Linked DNA regions of Mus musculus: regions 1 and 2 are each linked to region 3. Evidence: chromatin contacts called from public HiChIP or PLAC-seq and promoter capture Hi-C data. All regions are on one chromosome and are shown on one strand. The core of a region is the stretch at or near the end of the contact, and the rest is flanking DNA. Distances in the headings are between cores, read along the strand shown. Region 1 holds the start of Ccdc126 (coiled-coil domain containing 126). Region 2 has its middle 18 kb from the start of Tra2a. Region 3 holds the start of Malsu1 (mitochondrial assembly of ribosomal large subunit 1).

Region 1 (3,535 bases), core at 25-2,524, 250 kb before region 3:
ATCAGATTTACTGCATTCACTCAATGTGTCTCCAGACAAAAACTATAACCTGGGAACAGAAATCCTAAGTGGGTGTCAGGTGATGGTGGCGCACACCTTTAATCCCAGCACTAGGGAGGCGGAGGCAGGAGGATCTCTTGAGTTTGAGGCCAGCCTGGTCACGAATAAATGCGTAAGGGGATTTATAGTTTTCTGGTCTACTGAGTGAGTTCCAGGACAGCCAGGGCTACACAGAGAAATCCTGTCTAGAAAATGAGAGAAGGGGAGTGGGGAGGAGAGAAACGACTGAACCATTAGAAACAGTACAGAAAGTTGACATAGGGCAAAGCTGCAAAGGATCTGACGGACAAAGCCTTTAATCTCCTTTTAAGGGTTTCCTATGGGACCAGGCTAGGGAGGTGGGGGAGGTGAGTCCTTGTACAGTTATATACAGAGCTGATCCCCAGGAAAGCAGAGTCATCAATTTCCTTAGAACATTCTCAGCCATCTTAAAGGGGCGGAAATTAAGAAGCCAGCATATCTTAAGGAATTCTCTGCATGTAAGAAGTAAAAATATAAACTGAACACACAACCTAGTGATTAACCAAAAGTCCACACACTTCGAATCACATTCAAAACATCTTTTCATCAAATGAAAAACTCAAGGTGTAATAGCTTATTATCCATAAATCTAACAACTTAAAACTGTATGAGATCTCCATCTGCTGGATGAAACACATCGGCTTGGAGCCATTGCTTAGCCTGAATGAAGCAGCAGGCAGAGGGACGCCAGGGGTTCGAATCCTGGCTGCCTGGCCATTCAATTGCCACCGCCTGTACCTACAGCAGATAAAGTTCCTCCCCAGCCTCCCAGGAGAAGAGTTTGGCAGGTTTAATGGGCATTTCACGTCCTTCTCCTAACGAGAGAATTGAGCTGTCAAGAGTGGAGCACAAATGAGCGCGGCCGCAGAGACTGCCCATCCCCGCAGAGCACCGCGGAGCCCGGCCCGGCGGTCGAGGCTGTCAAAGTAGCAAAGCCGGGGCCGCAGGGACACCGCCTCCCGCCTCCCCAATCTCCTCCGTCTGACCTGGCCTGCTGGTTTCCTTTCAATCACGCGGGCCGCCGCCGCGGGGCTCACAAACTGGAAGTACAGCCACAGCCCGCCACGGGAGGGCGTTAGCGGCGCCGCAACAGCCTGCGGGCCAGGACGGAGGTAGGACCGAGAGCGCTCGGCACCCGGGGACGCTACTCCCGGTTTCCGCTCCGCCTCCCGGCCACCCTTCCCCCATTCTCCGGCCAGGGCCTACTGCGCGCGGCATTGTGGGGAATGTAGTCCCGCCTTGCGGAGAGACAGCACGTGCTGTTGGCCCAGGGGCTCAGGGCGACGCGGTTGCTTAGCAACTAAGAGGCGCAGCAGCTGCATTGCTACTAGAGAAAACTCAGCACCCTATTCGCCACTAGTGGTGAAGCATCCTACTATCTACCTTCCACTAGAAAAGAAACCCCTAATGCTGTTGTCTGACACTAGAGGGCATCCTAGTGTTGGAGAGTCCAATGTCCCCATGGTGCTCCTGAAGGTCCTCACTCAGGGAAATAGGATAAAAAAATAACTAAAAGGACTAAAGACTAATAGAAACAAACTATCCTTTTCTGAGGACTGGAGACCTAGCTCAAAAGTTCAGACAGTTTGCTGAGGGACCAGAAGACCAGAGTTCAATTACCAGCTCCCACATCAAGAGGTTCATAATCTCTTGGAACTCCAGCTCCAAGGGATCCCATCTGCTTCTGGCCTCTGCAGACCTCAGCACACTCACACACAATTACATGAATACAAATAAAGTGTTTTAAAGATATTCTTGTCACGGATGGTATAAATATGTATACACATGACAAATACAAAACAACTTGTAGACAAATTATTACAATTAATAAGAGTTTAACAAAGTTAATACATTTTTAAAAAATCAAGTACTTCGGGACTTGGTATGCAGCTTAGTGGTAGAACACTTGGCTAGCATGAATATGGCCCTGATTAAATGCTCAGCACACACAAAATTACACGTTAAAAAGTCAAATTGGGCTGGAAAGATGGCTGAGCCCTTGTGCTTAGAGAGCACTCGGGTTTAGTTTCCAGAATCCACATGGTGGCTCACAACCATCTGTCACCCCATTTCTGGATATCTGACAGTCTTCCTCTGGCCTCACCAGGAATACAGTTGGTACACTAAGGTATATGCAAGCAAAATACCAATACTCATAAAATTCTCTCTCCCTCTGTCTCTCTCTATCTGTGTGTGTATATGTCTCTGTGTGTGCCTCTCTCTGTGTGCCTCTCTGTGTGCATCTCTCTCTCTGTGTCTCTGTGTGTGTCTCTGTGTGTCTCTCTCTCTGTGTCTCTGTGTCTTTCTCTGTGTGTTTCTCTCTCTCTCTCTCTCTGTCGCTCTTTCACACATACATACACACACACACACACACACACACACACACACACACACACCAAACAAAACAGGAGGACCTGGAAATCAAATGCAGCCTGGGAAAGACAGTTTTAACAGCAACAAACAAAAGACAAGCCTTAAGAGTGGAATGAGACCCTTGAAATATATAAATCAAGAAAGGCCTTGTACTCAGAATGTACAAAGAATTTTAATCACAAGAAAAAGAATCAAGGGCAAAACAAAGTGTTCCATCTGTAGAACACCAGCACATGTAGGGGTTTATTAATACCTTGTATGAGGATAGTTTGATCCTCCACGTCACAGTAGAAGGAGGGGAGGAGAAGGAAAGGGGGATCCAACCAGGGCCCTAACTAAGGAGAAAAAAAACCCATGTAACCAATGCACAAAATGGGATAATCTGGACACAAATGTTCTGTGCTCTCTAATGCTGCTAGACATATATGACCCTCGAGGATCTACAATGTAGTTCGTCTGAATTAGGAGGTACTGTAACAGCAAGCCACCACATAGATGCTGAAAACTTGCTACATAAGAAAAAAATGTAGATATCAACCAGGGTTTTAATCTGTTGACTATTGTCTTAGTCGGGGTTTCTATTCCTGCATAAACATCAGGATCAAGAAGCAAGTTGGGGAGGAAAGGGTTTATTCATCTTACACTTCCACATTGCTGCTCATCACCAAAGGAATTCAGGACTGGAACTCAAGCAGGTCAGAAGGCAGGAGCTGATGGAAGGATGTCACTTTGCTTCCCCTGGCTTGCTCAGCCTGCTCTCTTAAAGAACCCAGGACTACCAGCCAAGGGATGGCACCACCCACAATGCGCCCCGCCCCCTGCGATCACTAATTGAGAAAATGTCTTATAGGTGGATCTCATAGAGGCATTTCTTCAAGGGAGGCTCCTTTCTCTGTGAAAACTCCAGCTTATGTCAACTTGATACACAAAACCAGCCAGTACAACTATAAATGTTAAATGTTTTATATATATTTAGCTAAGTAAATGCACTGATAGAATTTATCTTTGTGTGTGTGTATACCATGCAACAAAACCTTTACCAACGTTTTAAACAGAGGTTCAGCCAATACTGAAATTTATA
Region 2 (3,529 bases), core at 378-2,877, 210 kb before region 3:
AGTCGTCATTGTTGTTTTCATCATCGTCATCATCACTGGCCAACTTCTTTGCTAAAGTAAGCTTTTGTATGTATGTAGGCCAAGGAACAAGCTCAGATATCCTCTCCCTCTCTCACTCTCCCTCTCCCTCTCCGTCTGTGTGTGTGTGTGTGTGTGTGTGTATGTAGGCCAAGGAACAACCTCAGATATCATTCCTCGGTTGCCATTCACACACCAGCACCACCACCCTGCCTGTTTAATCTCAGGTGTGTCAGTCCCAGCCGTCCACCTTGTTTGACACTGGGCCTCTTTCATCATTGACCACTTGCTCCTAGAAGGCTGGCTGGGCCTCTCTCCTGTCTCCACCTCCCATCTGGATTTAGGAGCACAGAGATTACAGACAAAGACACCACATTCAGCCTTGCATGGGTTCTAGGGATCTGAACTCTGGTCCTCAGGCTTGCATAGCACATGCGTTTTCCCACTGAGCATCTCCCCAGACCAGAATGTAAATCTTTCACTACATGTCAGGAGCTCTGTCAGGAGCCCTTGGGCATGCTCTCATTTTCCTTATGAGCTTCTGTTCCAGCTGTGGGGGTTTTGTTTGTTGGTAGGGTCTTTGTTGTTGTTCTTGTTTGAGACAAGCAATGTCTCCTTTGCTATACAGTCTTGGCTGGCTGAGAACTCACAATTAAACCTTGGTGGCCTACTTAAATAAATCCTATGGAATGCCTACATCAGATAAGTTACTCTGTGGTTGTGATGGATTAAGTCAAACTATTGGCACCCTTTAATCATGTGTGAACACAGAGAAAACAATCATATGTTCTAAAACTACAAAACGGACCAGACATCTCTTTTCATGGGACATATGACTGATTACTGCTTCTTTGCTGCTTCTAGCTCTAACTTATTCCAGTGTGTCGACATTTGCTAAGGTTTATTCATGTAAAACCTTATAAGGCCAGGTGTGGTGCTGTGTGCCTTAAATCCCAACACTCTGGAGACAGAGACAATTAGCCTATGTAGGGTAGTTACACAGGATAATTGCCTCTGCTTTCTCATATCTTCTAACAGTTGTTCAAATATTGACATGTTTCTGAGGATCTGGGATACTGACATCTAGAAGGCATGGTCATGGTCATCTCAGTTCTCAGACTTTGGTTCTCCATACTCACACTGAGTCGCTCACAACTGCCTATAACTCTAGCTCCAGTTCATTTGATGCCCTCTTCTGGTCTCTATGTGTGCCATACATCACATGCGTGCACACACACACACACACACACACACACACACACACACTCAGAGACAGAATGAGGAAGAGAGAGCTGTAGGCATAAATTTTTTGCAATTAAATTAATTAATTATTAAAAATTAATTTTTAATAAGGGTTTAACCTCTCTTCTAGTCCACCACCCAGCAGAGGTAAGGGAAAATAAAGGTTATTAAGATATGGAGGAAGTGGACCTGTTCAGCAATAGTTACTTTAGGGGCTAGCTCAATCTTTCTCAGCAGTTCAGTTCCATAGCAAACATCAAACATGACTCAGCAGCTGCAGTCCAGTCCTCTAGGCAGACAGATACCACACAGGCACTGGCAGCTACAGTCCAGTCCTCTTGGCAGGCAGACACCAGGCATGAGCCAGCAACTGTAGTCTAGTCCTGAAGAAACTGCCAGGCTTGCCAAGTTGCCTGAGGTGAGGCTGCGGAAGTGACAAGCTGCTGCAGGAACCACACAAGCAGTTCTTGGGCAAGTGTCTCTCAGTGGTGTCATTACCATGAGTTGAACTCAACAACACTATGTAAGGTGAACCAATACTGTGTGTCATTAATGAGGAATACCAAGGTGGAGCAAATCAAACCAATGCTCATTGCCAGTCTCCCACTGTCTGTGTGGTCACATTTATGCTCCTTCATCAAGCATCCTTTCATGTGTCTGTTGTCAAACCATTCTTTCACCTGTGTCTGCTTCAGGAAAATATTCTTTCATGTGTTTGCTTTAGCAAGACATCCTTTCACCTATGTGCCCCAGAAAACATCATTTGACATAGCTAACTTTCCAAAGAACTAGAAGTTTCCACTTCAGAGAGCCCTCTAAAAGATCTACATTCTCACACAAAAATTACAGAGACTGATTTGTGTTTCTTTCCAGATAGGAAGAGAAAGGAAGGAAGGAAGAAAGAAAGAACGAACGAACGAACGAAAGAAAGAAAGAAAGAAAGAAAGAAAGAAAGGGGTGAAGAAAGGAGAAAAAATAAATAGTTTTAGATTTGCCCAAAAAGATTGCCCTAAGGAGAGGCCCTTGGTCTTGCAAAGATCAGATACCCCAGTACAGGGGAATGCCAAGGCCAGGAAGCAGGAGTGGGTGGGTTGGGGAGCAGGGTGGGGGGGCTGGGGGGGAAGGTATGGGGTACTTTCAGGATAGTATTTGAATTGTAAATGAAGAAATTATCTAATAAAAAGAAAAAAAAGATTGCCCTAAGTTCTAGATTTCTCCATTATTAAGCTGTTAAAGCAATTTAAATAGTGGTACTATTTTCTTTATCTGGCTAACTCCCAAATAAATGAGACAGAGACCATAGATTTATTTGAAAAGCTTTATGGCACAATAATTGATAGATTATTAATCTATTCTAATCCTCCAAACTAATCTAGCCACCTTCCAGCCAAAATCCTTGTATTTTTAGTATTGGTCTGGCTCTCTCTGCTCCAAGTATGTTCTGATGGCTCTTGGACCCTTTCCATTTGGTGAATTTTCTTCTCCTTTCTCTCCCCTCCCTTCGCTGGAATTGGAAGCCCAGCCCTATTCTCTTCCCTGCTCAGTCATTGGCTGACCAGCTTTTATTGGAGATCAGAGAATAAATGCAGAGCACTGTTTACACAACACTGAGACATGAGGTCCTTAGAACAAGCATTTCAATGACTGGATTGCAACCAGATACAGAGGCAGAGAAATCAGCATTTGAATAATACAAGGATAATGTTTACACAGTGCTCAATAACATTATGCCCACATTAAGCAAAAATAAATAACTGAGCAATCTCTGTGTGCCAAGTACCAGCTGAGCACTGTGGACATATTAACACCTCACAATCATCCTAAAATATTTTTTATTTCCATTTTACACAGAGATTTATCAAACTTGCCCCAGAACCTAAGTGGTAGACACAGGATCTTAAGCCCAGACCCCCTGTTTAAGGATATGTTTTCTAAGATTTGCTTAGAAGGTACTGAAGGCAGAATTCAATCATATTTGTTCCCAAAAGCACTTGATGCCTAGACTTATTTATTTATTTATTTATTTATTATATGTAGCTGTCTTCAGACACTCCAGAAAAGGACATCAGATTTTTGTTATGGATTGTTGTGAGCCACCATGTGGTTGCTGGGATTTGAACTCAGGACCTTTGGAAGAGCAGTCGGTGCTCTTAACCACTGAGCCATCTCTCCAGCCCGATGCCTAGACTTCTGATGCCTGTCTGCTTCCCAGAGCACTGACCCTGAAAATATTGAAGACACTAGTGTTGCTGATACAGAACTTGACAGG
Region 3 (3,840 bases), core at 651-3,150:
CATGGGCTCAATTCCCAACAACTACACGGCAGCTCACAGCGCCCTTGAACTCCATTTCTAGGAAGACGACATGCTTTCCTCTGACTTTTGTGGACACTAGACATACACATGAAATAAAAAATAAAAATAAACCTCCAAATCTTTTAAATAATTTTTAAAGCCTTTCACTAGCTAGAGGCTATCACATAGGTGCTACTCTAGAACAGACTCCTAGTGTCTTCTGGCTTGTTTCATGTTATTAATTTTCCTTGTCACAAAAGACACGAATTAGAAATTATCTGGGCTCGACAGAGCTAAGTATTTGCTCCCAAATATTTTACTCTGAGAAACCATAAAAATCACTCTTGGGAATTCTAGAAAGTGGGCTTCCTCTGCAGCCTCTGTGTGTCACTCTCTAGGTAAAGGTTCACAACAAAGGAGAGCATCCTACCATCTTCACAAGGTAGTGGACCATAGCGTGTAAGTGTCGGGTGGAAGTCCCACTCCCAATCACAAAGTAGTCTGTGTATCTCATTTCTGGAGGAACCTGGATCACACAAATGTCTCTTGCATTTTCTTGCCTCAGAAGTGAAACCAGCATATCGATGTCAAACTTGGCACCAATGTGATCTGAAAATGCAGAAACGCTTGTGTCAGATGGCTGAGGAGAATACAGACCTACATTTGTCTACAGAAGCAGACTGACACGAAGTCTCCTGGAGACAGTGGAACTGCTCCCCCTACAAGTGTATTTATATCTAAAATGCTTTGGTGAACACTAGGCAGGAGGATCCCAGGTTCAATGTTAGGCTGAGCAACTCAGAAAGACAAGGTCTAAAGATTTTTTATTTTTAAACTAAAAGACTGAAGGTGTGCTTCAGTGGTGGCATGTACGTGGCCCTGGGTCCAACCCCTAATACCATCTCCATTCAAGACAAACTAAACCAACCAACCAAAAACCAGCTTAAAACTGAACCCGGACAACAGTTCCCTAAAGCACTGCTCAGCTTTCCTAGGTAGAAGGTTCAGATTACGGACACTGGATACTGCGATTACCAAACGGAAGCAGAAGCAAATGTCTTTCTATTTACTAGTACTGAAAGGAACAACACTCCACAAATGCAGAGATGCTACACAACAACCAGCGGCATGATTTGAGGGAGAGGACAATATCCTAGGGCACACGTTAAATCGAATCGCAGATTAAAAAGGTTACTTAACTATACTGTATGGTAGGCGGGTTCTCAAGACAATACCTGGTCCACAGCCTTCAACAGATATGAAGAAACGAGGCTGCTAGGACTAGTGCTACTAAGACCAACCAGTCCACCTGCTACGACCCTGGGCAGATCGTGAGACGGGGTGGATCCTGGGCTGTGAAGCCAAGAGCCGGATGTTGCCCGCTCTATGACTGGAATTTTGACGACAACACGCTACCTTAGCCTCCCTCTAGGACTCTCGGGTACGCAAAGCAAAGTTGGTGCCGACCACCTCCCAAATCCCTTCCAGCTCTGCGTCTGCGCGAATGGCTATTTCTCTTGCCCCCGAAGCGCACAGGAAAGCCCAGGGCCGCCTGGGTCAGGCCGGGCCACCAGGTGTCCTGCCCGCGTACCTGCGGGTCCGGGCTGCAGGCGAGCGTCGCCAGCGGTCCGCTCCTCGGGCTGAGGCCCATGGTGCAGGCCGCGCGTTAGGCTCGGGGTCAGGCAGGTCGCGGGCCTCGCGGGAAGCCATCGCTCTGCCAGCCGCGGAAGCCAGGGAACCGAAGCCATTGCGGGGCCGGCTCTCTGGAAGACCGCCCTGCGCCACAGCAGCGGCCATAAACGCCGCGCGGGCGACCAGCCCGGACCCATAGCTCTCGCCGCGACTTCTCTGGGGGGAGGTGGTGGAGCTTCCGGGCGGCTCCGGGATTCTACGTCACGAAGTGGGCGGGTCTGTAACCGGAAACGGTGATTTAGACGGATTGCCTGGGGAGTAGTTTAAGGAATGAGGAGGACCGTGTGGATGGTGGTGGCTTACGCTTTTACTTTCCGCACTTGGTAGGCCGAGGCAGATCTCTGAATTCAAGGCCAGCCTATTCTACAAAGTGAGTTCCAGGACACCCAGGGATACACAGACAAACCTTGTCTCTCTTTTTTAAAAAAAAGAAAGGAAAGGAAGGAAAAGGAAAAAAAAAAGTGAGCCCAGATAATCTTTATGGGGCTGGAGAAGATGGCTCTATGGTTAAGAGCACTATCTGCTCTTTCAGAGGTCCTGAGAATTGATTCCCAGCAACCACATGGTGGCTCACAACCACCTATAATAGGATCTGATGCCCTCTTCTGTCTTGTAGGCATACATAAATAAATACATCTTAAAAGGAATTAAAGGGTTCCTACCTCTCTCTCTCTCTTTCCTCTTCTTCTTTCTCCTTTCCTTTTCTCCTTCCCTCCCACTTTCTCCAGCCCCTTCAAACCCTCTCTAGCTCTCTCCTTTCTGTTTTTCCTCTCCCCCAAATATGCAGAAATTAACCCTGTCAGATAGGAATTAAGTATTTTTAGCCATTTCCCACTGTCCAAAAAACAAAAAAGCAAACAAACAAAAAACCCTAAATTCAAGAACTAGAAAGATGGCTGAGCAGTCAAAAGTACAGACTGAATTTAATTTCAATGGTATTAAATGCCCTCTTCAGATGAAGTGCACAAACATATTGTACAGACATATAAGTAGGCAAAACACCTGAACACATAAAATTAAAAACACAAAACAAAAATGAATCATACAAAAAAGAAGAAAAAAGTTTGAATGGCGGCATCAGGTATGGTTGATTGCTTTCAAATGAAAGATATGGGTCATTAAATGAAAATCTCAGTGCTGGGTTTGGGATACTATCATCCCTACATTATTGGTCAGGGCAGCTATGGGCCCACCTAAAAACAAGTGAGGCTATTTTGGTTGTCTCCCACAACTAGATGGTAAGACCATACATATTGGTGAAGACAACACTCCTTGTTTTCAAGCTGAAACTAATCTAAAACCTTCTTACCTGCTGCCCAGCTTTCATGGAGTCAGGAGGTGGCATGCAGGTCACTGGGGGAGAAAAGCCATCAGTGGACTTACCCTGAGTGATAATTCCAATGCCAGGCCAGATGCGCCCACTGAGTCAATAGTGCATGAGTTATGGGGTTAGCCAGCCAACCACCTTCTGATTAGATCTGAGCCCTGCCTCACAGGAGGGAATCCATGCCTAGCACTGTAACTCCGGTCAAAACAAAAAACCATGAACACCTATGCGCATAAAGATAGCACTAATTAAACTCAGTGGGCTATACAGAGAAAGGACATGAAGGAGGTGTTATAGCTTGCTAAAAGACCCTCACCCACAAAGAGCACAGAGACCACCATCGTTGCAAAACACATGTGGGATTTACTTATCCAACATGTTGGGGAACCCCCTCTCAGCACACAGGCTGGAGGAGAGATCCAGAACAAAGAAAGAACACACTTTTTATACTTTTGTAAGGGCCAGATATAGGGCACCAGGGTAGTTTGGCTTTTTTTTTTTTTTTTTTTTGCATTTAAAAATGTAGACTTTAATAAGTGTACAGGTCAGCTAGTGGGGCAGTTGACCAAGATACATAATGCAGGAGATACAAGTGACCACCTGGAGTTTCTATACTTCATTCTGCTTACAGAATATTTATTAAGGTTGTTTAATATATAACTTTTCATTTGACATTGTGGAAGTCCTTTATTGCAAAGCGAATCCTTCTGTCTGGTGATAAGCAGCAGCCACGACGATCACTCTGGACCCCCACGCTGGATAAACTCCATTTCCTTTTGAAATATAGGTTTCCTTCTGTATTTCTGAGGTAATGATTTTGT

Evidence for each region. Promoter capture Hi-C pulls out the DNA fragments that hold promoters and counts their contacts. HiChIP or PLAC-seq counts read pairs in DNA pulled down with a chosen protein or histone mark.
Region 1: a promoter capture Hi-C map of pre-B cells shows a contact between it and region 3, with 5 times the contacts expected there. The contact joins the promoter of Ccdc126 here to the promoter of Malsu1 in region 3. A contact is called at or near these places in 13 of 39 promoter capture datasets (the 3T3-L1 cell line, 3T3-L1-derived adipocytes, the C10 cell line and 9 more), 18 of 484 Hi-C or Micro-C datasets (the 63-12 cell line, the AML12 cell line, CD4 T cells and 14 more), 14 of 115 datasets of contacts at active chromatin or transcription factors (the 230-238 cell line, the SCID.adh cell line, astrocytes and 10 more) and 4 of 9 other capture datasets (adipose tissue, liver, macrophages and 1 more).
Region 2: a FOXA1 HiChIP or PLAC-seq map of pancreatic cancer cells shows a contact between it and region 3. The contact joins the enhancer-like site here to the promoter of Malsu1 in region 3. A contact is called at or near these places in 2 of 39 promoter capture datasets (the 3T3-L1 cell line and stem cell-derived epiblast-like cells), 1 of 484 Hi-C or Micro-C datasets (olfactory sensory neurons), 5 of 115 datasets of contacts at active chromatin or transcription factors (embryonic forebrain, embryonic midbrain, embryonic stem cells and 2 more) and 2 of 9 other capture datasets (liver and pancreatic islet).

What each region holds. Positions count from the first base shown.
Region 1 is chr6:49,317,013-49,320,547 of GRCm38.p6, reverse strand. Ccdc126 (coiled-coil domain containing 126) reads right to left here and starts at 1,274. Exons shown (of 3, transcript NM_175098.6): 1 at 1,068-1,274.
Region 2 is chr6:49,280,424-49,283,952 of GRCm38.p6, reverse strand. No RefSeq gene overlaps it. Among named protein-coding and RNA genes, the nearest start is that of Tra2a, 18 kb to the right of the region's middle. Within about 2 kb of position 1,627, at least 25 of the 459 cell types and tissues checked have an H3K27ac peak or open chromatin away from gene starts, as enhancers often do. A contact at or near this core is called in pancreatic cancer cells, where this site is marked.
Region 3 is chr6:49,071,855-49,075,694 of GRCm38.p6, reverse strand. It overlaps Malsu1 (mitochondrial assembly of ribosomal large subunit 1), which reads right to left and starts at 1,900. Exons shown (of 4, transcript NM_029353.1): 1 at 1,592-1,900; 2 at 431-609. The coding sequence starts at 1,829. It also overlaps the pseudogene Gm19253.